2 separate regions of the Sus scrofa genome follow, and region 2 is linked to region 1. Evidence: chromatin contacts called from public Hi-C data. All regions are on one chromosome and are shown on one strand. The core of a region is the stretch at or near the end of the contact, and the rest is flanking DNA. Distances in the headings are between cores, read along the strand shown.

What was found. A called contact is a pair of places that touch in the nucleus more often than the background predicts.
Region 2: a contact with region 1 is called in a Hi-C map of embryonic fibroblasts, with 2.2 times the contacts expected there. The contact joins two enhancer-like sites. A contact is called at or near these places in 2 of 47 Hi-C or Micro-C datasets (embryonic fibroblasts and fibroblasts).

What each region holds. Positions count from the first base shown.
Region 1 is chr15:4,405,063-4,411,812 of Sscrofa11.1, forward strand. No RefSeq gene overlaps it. Among named protein-coding and RNA genes, the nearest start is that of ACVR2A, 150 kb to the left of the region's middle. Within about 2 kb of position 2,594, at least 4 of the 83 cell types and tissues checked have an H3K27ac peak or open chromatin away from gene starts, as enhancers often do. A contact at or near this core is called in embryonic fibroblasts, where this site is marked.
Region 2 is chr15:4,533,419-4,539,742 of Sscrofa11.1, forward strand. No RefSeq gene overlaps it. Among named protein-coding and RNA genes, the nearest start is that of ACVR2A, 280 kb to the left of the region's middle. Within about 2 kb of position 2,878, at least 9 of the 83 cell types and tissues checked have an H3K27ac peak or open chromatin away from gene starts, as enhancers often do. A contact at or near this core is called in embryonic fibroblasts, where this site is marked.

The sequences.
Region 1 (6,750 bases), core at 1,344-3,843:
AGTTCAAAGATGTAGTATGAGTAAAAAAATGTAAAATACTTATTACTATTTTTATATTGATTATACATTGAAATGATAGTTTTTTTAAACTAATTAGGATAAATAAAATGTTATTAAAATGAATTTCACCTGTTTATTTCAACTTTTTAAAATGTGGCTTTCAGAAAATATAAAATTACCTAAACTTATCCATGTTTGTGCCTTACATTTTATTTATGTTGAACAGTGCTTCTCTCGAGTATTGGCTAAACACAAATCTTTCCCACTGGCTCTTTTTCAAAAATTTTCAGTGGTACTTTAATCACATTCATGTAATCTACCTGTTCTTTTTAGATTTCAAGGCCATCTCTAACCTCCACCATTCCCATTTAACTGTTTTAGGAAGAAATTTCCCCTTCCTTTCTTGAATGCACTGTTTGTTACCCCTTTTCTCCCTATCTCCATTGGTGCCAAGGGTTTGAGCAATTTCATTCTTCTCATACTTATTGATTTTATTGCTCTGAACAAGTGGCTGTGCTGGACTCTGGGGCTATAGTCCCTCCACCCTTAGAAAATACAGCCTAATGGAAGAAAGAAATGACAATACAAGTCATAAGTGCCATGATGGGGTGTGGACAGAGTGCTAAAGGATACACAGATGCGCTCCTAACTCAAACTCAAGAGTTTAGAAAAGGTTGTTACCAGAGGAATTTTAGCCTCAGTTGAGGCCTGAGGAATGAGTCTGAGTTTACTGGGCAAATGTCAGGTGAGACTGGGGGGAGGAAAGGGTCAGTATGAGAAAACCTTGGTGACTTAGTGAGATGAAGAAAGTGGTATGGGTAAGAAAGGGGATAGGAAGTTTGAGCCATTTGACAGAGCTGGCCAGATTGTGAATGCCATGCTAAGGAACTTTGTCATATATACACTTTTGCATTTTCTCTCTTAGCTATCTGCTGTATCTGGTTCTATTTATGGACCCAATTCAGCCTTTTCTTTGTCCTTCCCCTTTGCCACACAATGCTACTGTGACTGCTCATTAAATTGTCTATTCTCTACTCTGAATCTGGATTTGGGCATGTGACTTTTTTTAGAAATTATTAAAAAATTGTCTATTCTCTACCCTGAATCTGGATTTGGGCATGTGACTTTTTTTAGAAATTATTAAAAAGTACTTGTGCATTTTCTCTGTGATTTTGTACTTTGCTATTGTCATGAGAGGGGGACATGCCCTGGCCAGCCTACTGGTCCCAGAAGGAAAATGAAAGATATGTGAGGAGAGCTGAGTCACCCTGGTCAGCCTAGCTAAGGTCATACCTGACCAGCCTATGGCCTGTAAACCTCTAGACATATGAAAGAACCCAGCCAAGATCAGCAAATCCACCTAACAATCCCAGATACAGGAGCACTGAATGCTTACTCTGCATGTAATTATTTGTTATTCATCATTATTGTGGGAATGTATAACTTATTATGCATGATCCAAGTAAATCATATTCTCCTTGAGGGCATATCCTCTTCCTGGTACTCAAAGAAAACTAGTAATTAATAGATTTAGACTTTCTTGGGTTGTCAAAGATTTTAATGCCATAGTTATATTCATGAAAAATGGGAACTTAGAGACTTGTGGCTGCCTGATGGGAGGGGGAGGGAGTGGGAGGGATCGGGAGCTTGGGCTTATCAGACACAACCTAGAATAGATTTACAAGGAGATCCTGCTGAATAGCATTGAGAACTATGTCTAGATACTCATGTTGCAACAGAACAAAGGGTGGGGGAAAAATGTAATTGTAATGTATACATGTAAGGATAACCTGACCCCGTTGCTGTACAGTGGGAAAAAAAAAAAATGGGAACTTAAGCCAATGTTGATGACCTTTCTAAAACCTTCCAGCAGGGATAAAAAGAGCACCTATTTTATACCATTTTGCTCCAGTAAAAGGACCCATTGGCAGCTCCTGAAAGAGGAAAGGGGAGGAGGCTGAATGTGATTGGTTATGAACCAAAGAGAAGCCCCTTTTGCCCCCCAGGGGGTCTGATGGGATTTAGGATACCTTATAGGGTGGCATACATACCCTTCAAAGATGGCTGACATGGGAGAAATGCTCAGAACAAATTCTGGAATTTAAATCTCATTTGATAGTTTTTTTAGAAAGCCTGTCCTTCCCAGTAAAGCTTGGTTCTGACAGATGCTAAGTAGACTGCCAGGGAAAATTGCTGAGCTTCATGGACTTTGGTCAGGTGGGTCAGAGTTGATGGCACTGTGTCAAAGTCACTTTCCATCACCAAAGGAATGAGAGAGACTGCTTAAAAGATCCAGCTTCACTCTATTTTGTATAGCTATACTTCAGAATGCCACTGGAAATCTAAGACCTTATGTTAGTCTCTGCTTCAGATCTCCTGGAAAACTTTCCTATATCATCAAGAGTTACTAAACATACAAAGTCGCTTCTTAAGTCAGTAAGGCAGGGTGAAATATACATGCTGAGAAAGGCATACACACAGATGTGAGGAATATGAGTCCACTTTGCAGAGTCAGCACATTACTGTGGTCTGAAGAATGAAATCAAGTACCCAAACCTACGTGAGGGAATTTCTGCCCTTATGACTCTTCCTTGGTTAATCAGAGATGAAAAGTGGCCTTGGAGTCACACTGCCTGGGTTTGAATTCAGCTCTGTTACTTATCTGCTGCATGATCTTGAGCAGGAATCCTTAGTCTCTGAGCTCAGTTTCTTCTCTTGCAAGATGAAAATAAGAATAGTACAAACCTCATTGACTTGAGGTGAGGACAAAATGAGAAAAGTTTTTGATATAGTACCTGGCACATAATAAATTCTCAGTAAGTGGTGGCTGTTATTAGGGATTTCTGGAGTCTATGTTGGGAGCCATTTAGTAAGCAAAACTGGTTCAGCTTTTCCTATTAAGGAATGATAAGCAGAATGTTATCATTAAGAGATTAAGCTTTAGGGGAAGCTAAGGTTCATTTTAATGGTTAAGCCATTACTAGGCTTGCACTGGCTGTATATGATGCTGTTGTGCCACCATTATTGCTATCTCTCCTAATGTGAGTGGCAATCAAATTGTTCTGAGAGTGTTTTATGCTCACCTACTGCTACTCTCTCAGGATTGGACCACAGTCTACAAGAAAAGGAATTTGGTCAACTGTGGGAGCTGCTTACCACATTCACTGCTCCGGGATAATTATTCACCCCTATTGGCTAGAGTTTAGAATGAGAGTAACTTTGGATGATGTAGAAACCAAGAATTTCAACAAGGCCAGTAGCCACAGATGACTAGTACATAGTTTTCAAAAATGAAAGGTATGTGTCTATGCGGTGTACATGTGTGTGTAAGAAGGGTGTCTGTTTTTTTCTTTTCCTTTAGTTTTCAGTCTTTCAATAAATATTTACTGAATGTCTACTGTATGCTAGATACTATAAGTAAAAAGTAGATATGTCCGGCTTTTGCAAGCAGATTAATTTTCTGATCTTCTCCTGCAAAATACATTTTCTGGGTTCCCTTGACAAGTGGCTTCTTTTTAGATTCAGCCAATGGGAATATTAGAAGAAGGCAGTAGAGCAGGAAGAGAAGAAGCAATGGCATTTCTCAGTATGCACCCCCATATCCTGCTTTGGGAAGTGGCTCTCTTCTGTGTCCTACTTCCTGCCAAGCAGCTTCTAGCTGCATCCTGCTCCCACCAGGCAGCCCAGATCATGGGATCATGTAACAGTGATTCCTTTATTCCTTCCAGTCCTAGGATGGTAGTGGCTTCTTGCTCTTGTGTAACTCTTGAGTTCTTTCACTCTCAATTTCTTCAACACCTTTGTAACTAGTTTCCTAAAATTAAATCCCTTCTGTTAAACCATCTGATGTGGTCTCTGTTTTCCTGACTAGACTTTGAGTGATATGATTTCAATACTTTACATTTTTTTGGGGGGGGAATAGATATTATTCAAATATTCCTACAAATACATAATGATATTCTGTGGTAAGTTATGAAGTACAGGTACAATAAGGCATGTAACTAGGTGGGGAGCTAGTTCAAGGTTTTAAAGCTCCAAGTGAGGTCCACGCACCTGCAGCATTCCTGTCCCCTGGGGACTTGTTGGAAATAAGAAGTCTCAGATCCTATTCCAGCTACAACTTTGTTCAGAATCTGCATTTTAACAAGCTTTCCAGTCCAGAGGAGTGATCCAGTAATAGCATCTACTTTCAATCTGATTACTGTGGTTCAGACCTCCCAGTTCTAATCTACTGGGATTGTACAGAATCAGTAGTGGCTTTCAATCTCAGCTCTATCCAACACTCTTGTAATGTCCACTTCTTGATCCTGCCAGAGCAAACACTACAGGCAAGACTCAGGAGCAAATGTAAACCAGGGGGTGGAGATTAGAATGATTCATATAAAAGAGCCAGAAAACTCTTCTCTGCTACCTATGTTTGGATAGCAAGAAGGTGAGCCTTAAAGGACTGGGTATTGAAATGTATTAAAGCATTTTGTGGGAAAGTAAATACCTTTCCCAAAGTGACCATATCTAATATCAGCCAATGTAGGACATTTGGTTATCATAACCTTTCCGTACCAGTAAACTTCACATGAGACTCACATGCATTGTTTGTAAACTACCATGGAAGAGGCTGTCAAAGAAATTGTGCAATCACTGATTTTGATCTAATCATTGATTCTGGATACACTATTCTCTTTGCTGTTACCATTACCCAGAAGTGAAAATAGTGGAAGAATAATAGACTCTGAAAGCAGAGTACCATGTCGAGTCCCACCTCCGCCATTCTGTGAGCTGTGCTATCTTGGGCTAACTTAATGTTTCCAACGTTCAATTATTTCATGTGGAAAATATAAGAGTTAACTGTCCTTACTCATTGGTGGTGTGGTATTCCTTCACTCACTCATTAATTCATTCATCCCTTTAATATATATTGAAAATATTATGTTAGTCACCATGCTCGAACTGAGGGTGCAGCTATGAACAGTACAGAAAATGATGCTCTCTTCATGGAGCATTCTTTCTAGCAAAGGAGCTGGTAGACACAATTATTCAATTACATTTGTGAAAAGGGCTACAGAATAAAAGAATGCCATAATAGTAGTTTCTAATAGAGGTACTTAGACTAGCTTGATTAATTCACTTTCTTGAGGAAGATTTTCAAACTGAGTTCTGTGTAGTTGTATGGCGGGGTAAGTAATAATACTAAGGAGCACAATATGTAAAGGCTCCAAGGCAGGAGAGAAATTTTCATATTTGAGGAACTGAAAAGGGTCTGTATTACTAGATCACAAAGAACTGAGTAAAATTAGGGGATAGGATGAGCTGGAAAGGTATATAGTCTTGCAATTATGTAAAGGATTTGCATGTTTATGCTAAAGGTAATAGAAAACCATCAAAGAGTTTTATGCTTGGGTGTGATATGATCTCATTTATATTTCCAAGTAAATATTTTGGCTACAATGCAGAAAATAGGTTGGAGGTATGGAAGGAATGGATGGGAATAGACCAACAGGTAAGCTATTATAGCTCTCTGGACAAGAGATGACGTTAGCTTTGATTGGGTAGTAGCCTAGGTGATGAAAAGAAATAGATGGATTTAAGAGGTATTAGGGAGTGAAAGTTGGCAGGACATGGTGACTGAATGGATAGTGGTGCTGAGGAAAAGGGAAGATCAAGGATTTTGGCTTGAACCTCTGGGTGAATGATGGTATCCTTCACCGAGATGAGACATACTGCAGGTGGACGGGGTTTGGGGGAAAAAAAATAACATTAGTTTTGAACAAGTTGAATTTGTGCTTCCTTTAAAACATCCAGGAAGAGATAATGAATTAGATATACAGGTCTGCAGGTCAGAGGTAAAGTTTGGGCTGCAAATTGCTGCTGATAACTACTTCAATCATTGTTGGGTAAACACTTCAGATATGGGAACTAATACTTCAGATCTTAACTAGTGACAAAAGTATCCTATTAGCACTCTCCATGAAGTGAGTTATTATGATTAAAATTATTTTTTAAATGCCTTTTTGACAGATTATGAGGCTTTTTACAATGCCTCAGACTTTTAGATGTAGGATGCCAAGTTGGTCTGTACTGTCACCAACCTGGTACCTAGTCAAGATAATAAAATGTACCTGTTGCATATATGACCTGCTAGTTGCCTCCCAATGTTCCTTCACTATTGCTCCTTAGTAATAAAAACTGGGCAGCATTTCCTAGCCCCATATGAAGTGATATGTGGCCTGTGACTTAAGTGTTGGTCAGTTACATGTGAAGAGTAGTATTATGTGGGCAGAGACCTCAATGGGGGGAGGAATAGTGGGGAGAAGCTCATGTTCTCCTGCCTTCTGCTTGAAATGCAGACATAATGGCTGGAAAAGCAGCTGCCATTTTGGATTATGAAAGTCATGTGTGGAAGAACAGAAAGGTAGAAGGGACATGGATCACTGATGATTTCATGGAACCCTGATATTAACCATAGGTTGACTAAAGCAAGTCTTCTTCTACTTAAAAAGGGGGTGAGGTACCATACTGGTTTGATTGCTGTAGCTCTGTAGTATATTCTGAAGACAGGGAGCCTGGTTCATCCATCTCAGTTTTTCTTATCAAGACTGCTTTGTTGCACCTCACAAAATCAAATACCTCGGAATACACCTGACCAAAGAGGTAAAGGACCTATATGCCGAGAACTACAAAACTTTAATCAAAGAAATCAAAGAAGATGTAAAGAAATGGAAAGATAGCCCATGTTCCTGGATTGGGGAAATC
Region 2 (6,324 bases), core at 1,628-4,127, 130 kb after region 1:
AAAGGAAAGGTAAGAGACAGGAGAGGTCCTGCAGCCCTGGAATTCTTGTGATCTGGCACTGGAGCACTGTGGGCCAGGCAAAAGGCTGAAGCTGATTCTCCTGTGGCATGCTTTTGAGTTTTTGGAACTCCCCTCAACAACCCGTCACTGAGGATCTCTAGCCTGCTGTGTTCTGTCATGAGTGGAGTACAGTCTGCCTGGCTGCCTGTTATCTTCCTCAGCTCTGGGCATCTGATGATGTATTTACAGCACAGTTCTGCTGAGGTTTCCTTGCCCGCCCCTGCCCCCCGAGGGTTTTCTATTGCTGTAAACAAATTACTACAAACCTAGTGGCTTAAAACCATGTAAACTTATTATATCACAGTTTCTATAGGCCACAAGTCCAGGCATGGGCACAACTGGGTCCTCTGCTCAGGATCTAACGAGGCTGAAATAAAAGTGTTGACCAGACTGGTGACCTCAAATGTGACTAAGTGACCTTTTCCAGTCTCACATATTTGTTGGCAAGATTTATTTCCTTGCATCTCAAGACTTCCAAAGGCTGCATCTTCCAGGCCAGCAGGAGAGCATCTCTATGATACTCTGCCTTCTTTTAAGACTTATATAATTAGGTCAGGCCCACCCAGAAAACCTGCCCTTTGATCAATTCAAAGGATTAGTAGCCTAATCATAGGAGTGATATTCGATCATATTCAGAGGTCTTATCCAATGGAGGCAATTACACAAGTGGCGGGGGGATTATACACAACTATACACAAGGGGGCAGGAATCCTAAAGGTTATCTTAGTTTCTGCCTACCATGTTTCTCTTGGGAAGTGTATATAAATTCTCCTCACCTACTGTCATCTCTCTCACCTGGCCCCTGTGAGAATACAATTGCTTTCCAGCTATAGCTCCTTACTCTCCTTCCACAGGCTGCTCTAGCTAGCTCTGGCCCATTATATTTCTCAGGTATGGCCCAGTTTCCATTTAATTTGTCTCAGGAGACCTCTAACAAGCTCACCAAGTGATCTCTTTAAAGTCTCTCTCATTAGTACTGAGGTGAGGGTAGAAATTTTCAAAATAATTCCTCACTCCAATCTTCAATTCTTCCAGGCTTATCAAATGATTCCTTTATATGTCTGTGAGTGGGTGAGGGTACAGGGGTCACAAAACACTTTGAGAACACCTCTTTTGTAAATCTTGCTCAGGTTGTTTGTTATGACATTTTGAAATTTAGGGATAATTGGCACCACAGTTCCAAGACATCCTGGTCCTTGAAGCTTATTATTGCTCACTTTTATTAGGTTCTTACTATGTATTATACCCACTAAGCACATAAAAGGGGGGACCTGAGTTAGAGTTTAAATTATTTGTTCAGGGCTCTATCATTGGTAAATAGTAGAGCTGCAATTTGAATCCAGGTTTGACTCTAGAGTCCATGTCTTAATCACTGTCTGTACTGCCTTCCTAAGATTTTTGTTCACAACTTTCAGACCCAAATAAAATCACTTGGGTCACAATGAATCAAATTGCCTAGTGATAATTAGATTACATAATTTATAATTGTTTTGTTTCTATCTCTACCTATTTGTGTTACATGTTTATGGAAAATCTCTTGACAGATACTGGTACAGTTAGGGCTGTGTCTTTCCTCTTGATCTGGAAAAACATCCCCAGTGATGTTCTCATCAATTAGCTGCAAAGAAATGACTGACTGCAGATCTGGCCCTTTGTCAACTACAAGGGGAAAGAAAGCTTATCAAATTTGGAGTCTGAGAATACAGTTGGGATGATGGGCAAAGGCAACCCAAGGAGCACCTTGTTTATATCTCTGGCAATATTCTTGCAAATGTCTAGGTTGATGTGACAGTCTTAGAGTGGGACACAAGTGGAAATTTTGAGAAATTCCATCCCACGGATAGAGGGCTAATTGTGTGATTTTGATTTGTTTGTATTCCCTCTGTCACAACTAAAGAAAGAGCCCATACTTGGATGTGGATATTTATTGAATATATTTCATAACTGCCTTTTTCGAAGCGTCTGGTTGCCTTATGTTGATTCAGAACATTCACCACCCTGCTACTCAGCTGTTTTTTTTTTTTTTTTTTTTTTTTCTGTCACAGGCAGAGTCAACTCACCAAATAGAGCCAAACCTCAGGACTGCAGGAGACTCTGACACTCTCCATGCTGGAAAACATTTCTCAGTAACAATAAGTTACCTCGAGGCATTTGAAACAGCCAGCTCTCCTTGGCTTGGGCCAAGGTGGCAGAGAACAGTATAATGATTGCATCTTGTGTGGAAGGATTTCTGGGGTAACTTTAGCCCCATGGGGATGGAAAGTTTGGGAATAGTACCAGGATTAGAATTAAGACCAAATGTGCAGGAAAGAAGGCAGATTTTAATAGGCTGTTGGTTGTTCAGCAGGACGCAGAGTGCTATTTCTGAGCTAGAGCTTTGAAATCTTTAGGTCTTTATCAAAGATGTGTTGTTCTTGATTAGCTACACAAACTCTTTCTTCTGCAGCTTTTCATAGTGAGAATTTAATCTCAGGCTGCCTGTCCTTGCTTTCAAATAGAATGCTCAGGGAGTGGAAATTAATTTTAATAGTTGACTAAATAAAACTCAATCAAAAAGATAAATTTCCTCCCAGTGAAACCTGTGCCATACATTCCAGAACAATGTAGAAATGACTTACTCTGGATGGTATGGCTGTATTCCTAAGATACCATCTCCGTATTTCTGTTCCTTAATTAGGGAAGTAGCCCAGAGGATACTAAGGGGAGAATGATTTGCCTTTTGTAAGCTTTAAAAGGTCAGTGCAGGCCCATGCATTTAAATCTTTGGGGAGAAGAAAGTGGTGGAGAAACTCTGAGCTTGGATGGGGTTTTGTGGCTAGATATGATGCAACCAGGAATGAGTGTTGGAAGTTATGTTCTCCAGATGGCTTTGTGTCTCAGACCAGGCCAGAGATATCATTTAATTCCCTTGAGCTGCTTGTGTTAAATATGTCTGGGATAGAAAACACAACTAAGTGAGTAGTCTGTGGAGGAAGAGCCATGTTCTGGGAAATTCCTTTCCATGTAGCTGGCCCCAGCCCTCTGTGGGGGATTTTTCTGGGCTCCCCAAAACCAGATTCCTGGGAAGTGAATGATCACCTTTATTAAATAGAGGTCCTTCTTGGGACATTATTGACAAGAATAACCTCACTTTTGTTATGAACCTACCATGTGTCATGAATTTAGGACATAGATGATTGAATGAATTAATACAGAGAGTAATTTTTTATCCCTGTTTTTAAAGAATGAAAAAAGTGAGTCAAAGATTGGTTAAATTGTCCAGAGTGAGTGAGAAGAGTTGAACTGGTGCATATCTTCTGAATCTCACATTCTCTCTAATGTTGCACCATTGAAATATCATCATAATCATAAAAGTTAATATATAATACTTTTAACATTCAAAACTTCTCATGTTTATTTCCGGTTGCGAGTTTATTTCCTCATCTAAGTAAGGTAAGTATAAGTGAGAAAGGAGAAATTTAATGAGATAAGGAGAAATTTGCCTAAAATCACAGAGAATGTTGAGATTCAGAACCAAAGCCCAGAGTTCTGGTGGTTACTTCAGGGAGCTAGTCATCAAGTCTTGGGAAATCTGAAGATCAGCCACCTAAGTTGTCAGAGTCTTTTGTGGCAGTTTCTTGTTTCAGCTCTTATTCAAGCTAGGAATGCATTTAGTGCAGTTCTGTTCTTGAAGGAGTCATATGGGGCGTGTGTACTGGACCAGTCTGTCCCTTTTCTTGCAAAGGAGGCTGAGTTTTTCTGGAGTGTCTTTTTCCTGGAAAAGATTCATTCTGGTCACTATGTTACCTGGATAGAAGACAGATTGTTGGTCAGGGCTATTGCATCCTGCTGTGTAGACTGCATACTCCACACATAGATTCTGATGTGTAGAGTGCCTTTGGTGTCATGCAAATGGAAACTGTGTCTAGAAGCTGACTCCTCACATTCTGACAGTGGGCTCTCAAGAAAGGGTAGCCATTGGGGTGCTGGGAACATTTCCTTCTTAGGTCACAGTGTATCAGGCTGAACTTTTACTGAACACATTTGTTAATCCCCTAGATCCACCAAGGTCTTATGAGATTCAGAGTTGTTCTAGGCCTATGATGATGGACAGAAATGCCTTACCCTGTTGAAGACCTTGGCTAGGACAACCCATTTCCTTGAATAGTAGAGGAATCTTCAGGTTCAATGTCTCACATTGGCCAGTGACAGTAATGATTTTATTATCTATTATCTTGTATCTGTTATCTGTCTATCTATCTATCTATCTATCGTCCATCCACCTACCTATGAAGAGAGGGAATTCATTTGTTCTTAGGACTACATGATTGTAAGAGTGTTTATCCTTTCTCCTTCACTACTCTTGTTTCAGTCTGCAACTATGTTTGTTTATGTTCAACTCTCTTGAATAAATATTGGCAAGACTTTTATGGGCTTGTGCACATTGATTGTTGATATAAAATTGTGTAAAATTGAAATAATTTGAAATTCCCAAGGATGATATTTGCATTTCCAGGAAATTTGAAAATGGTTGGGGCAAAAGAAGAGGGTTTTGTGTCCAGATTTCTCCTCTATTTATAGCTCTTTTCTCATTTGATATCTGAGCAATAACAGAAGAATGGCTGGTGACCTTGTACATTTAGATTAAAAGAAATATCACCATGTTAATAATCATCAATGATTGACGCAGAAGATTAGGCTGATTTATCATTAAGAATGTATCTGCAGGCTGTAAAGTTTATGAAATATAGTATTTCCTCTTCTAGAAAATATTAACAATAAAATAACCTTGGTTTTTAGACTTAAAAGATCATAGCCTGGTCATAAATGCCAATTTACTTGTAATAAAAAGGCAACCATGTTCCATGATTCAGGGGCCACATTTGTGCTTTTATGAATAAGGAACAGAGGGGTTTAATTTATTAAAGACTGAGTGTAAACATGAGAGCTTTTGCAGGGCTTGTCTGCTGCCCATGGTTCCAAAAACTGAATGCACTGCCATTTATTTGCAATGGACAGAAAGAATTAATCTTACATCTTTAAACCTGAATTGTTGTGTGCAGGCAAGTGAGCAAGTGAGTGAGAGAAATTACATTACTGGTACATGTGCTTGTTAGGTTTATCTTGCTTTGTGAGATGTGTTAAGTTTACCTTGGAAAGTGAGCTAATGATAGACTAAGTTTGGGGGTTTGTTGATCAGAGTTTGAACTAGAGCTTCCATGTTCCTTTCGTGGAATTCCATCTCATATAATGTCCTTGCTGTGTATCTTGGAAGAAGTTCCTGTCTCTGAGGGTCCCCTCAAGTCTTCCTGTGACCCAGAAGGACAATTTCTACAGTGTCTGGTTGAGGCAGCAGGGCTTGACCAAAATAGTCCATTCCTGGGCTATGATTCCTGACCTTTTTTGGAATTGCAAACACCAGATCTTTTGATTTCTTGGCACCCTCCCACTCTTCTTAAAAATGCTGCTTGGTGCTTTTAAAATTAAAGTGATTAACACTTTGTTTTAAGAATTTGGGACAGTATAAAACTGGGGCTGGAATTCATTGCTTCAGAGATTCTGAGAAGGTGATAGCAGCTTCGGTAGATTGAGTTCTTATGGATCTGCCACTGGGCAAAGAGATTTATATCCTTTTATCTGCTATAATCATATGAAGTAGGTCTTGTTATGAGTACTGCTTTAAAGATGATAAACTTAAGACAGAAAGCAGTAAGATCCATGCCCAAGGTTGCCCAGTTGGTAGAAGAATCTGACCATGGAAAGAATGAATCTGGTCCAACTTCAGACACCAGGAGGAAGCTCTTGCTGTGTTTGAGACTAGGTCATCCTTTCAGTCTCTCCTCGTGACTCTTTCGGAGGTCACCAGATAATACGCTTTCAGTGATAGTTCTCTCTCTCTAATGACATTAGGACTGCTGGGACCAAGCACAGCTACTAAAGCAACACTTTTGGCAGGCATAAAGGTATTGGAGTCATAAGAAAACATTACTTACTTTTCAGTTATGCTAGACACAAGAGCATGAACAAATGGATGTCAATTGTTTAAAGGCTTCTGGGTAGACTAGAATGAGTCAATGAGACAGTCTGATAGTATATTATAAGACTACGGCTTGCCCAAGCAGCAGCTCTTGTTGGAGAGTCATATTATTCGGCACAGTCATTCATGAGTTAATAATCAAGGTCTCTAGTCCAATCACATCTCTGAAATGCGGTTGAATTTCCCAGCTGGGCATTGTGTAGGTTATTCTTCTGGCTTGGAACAGCATGAATGGAGACAGTTCTGAG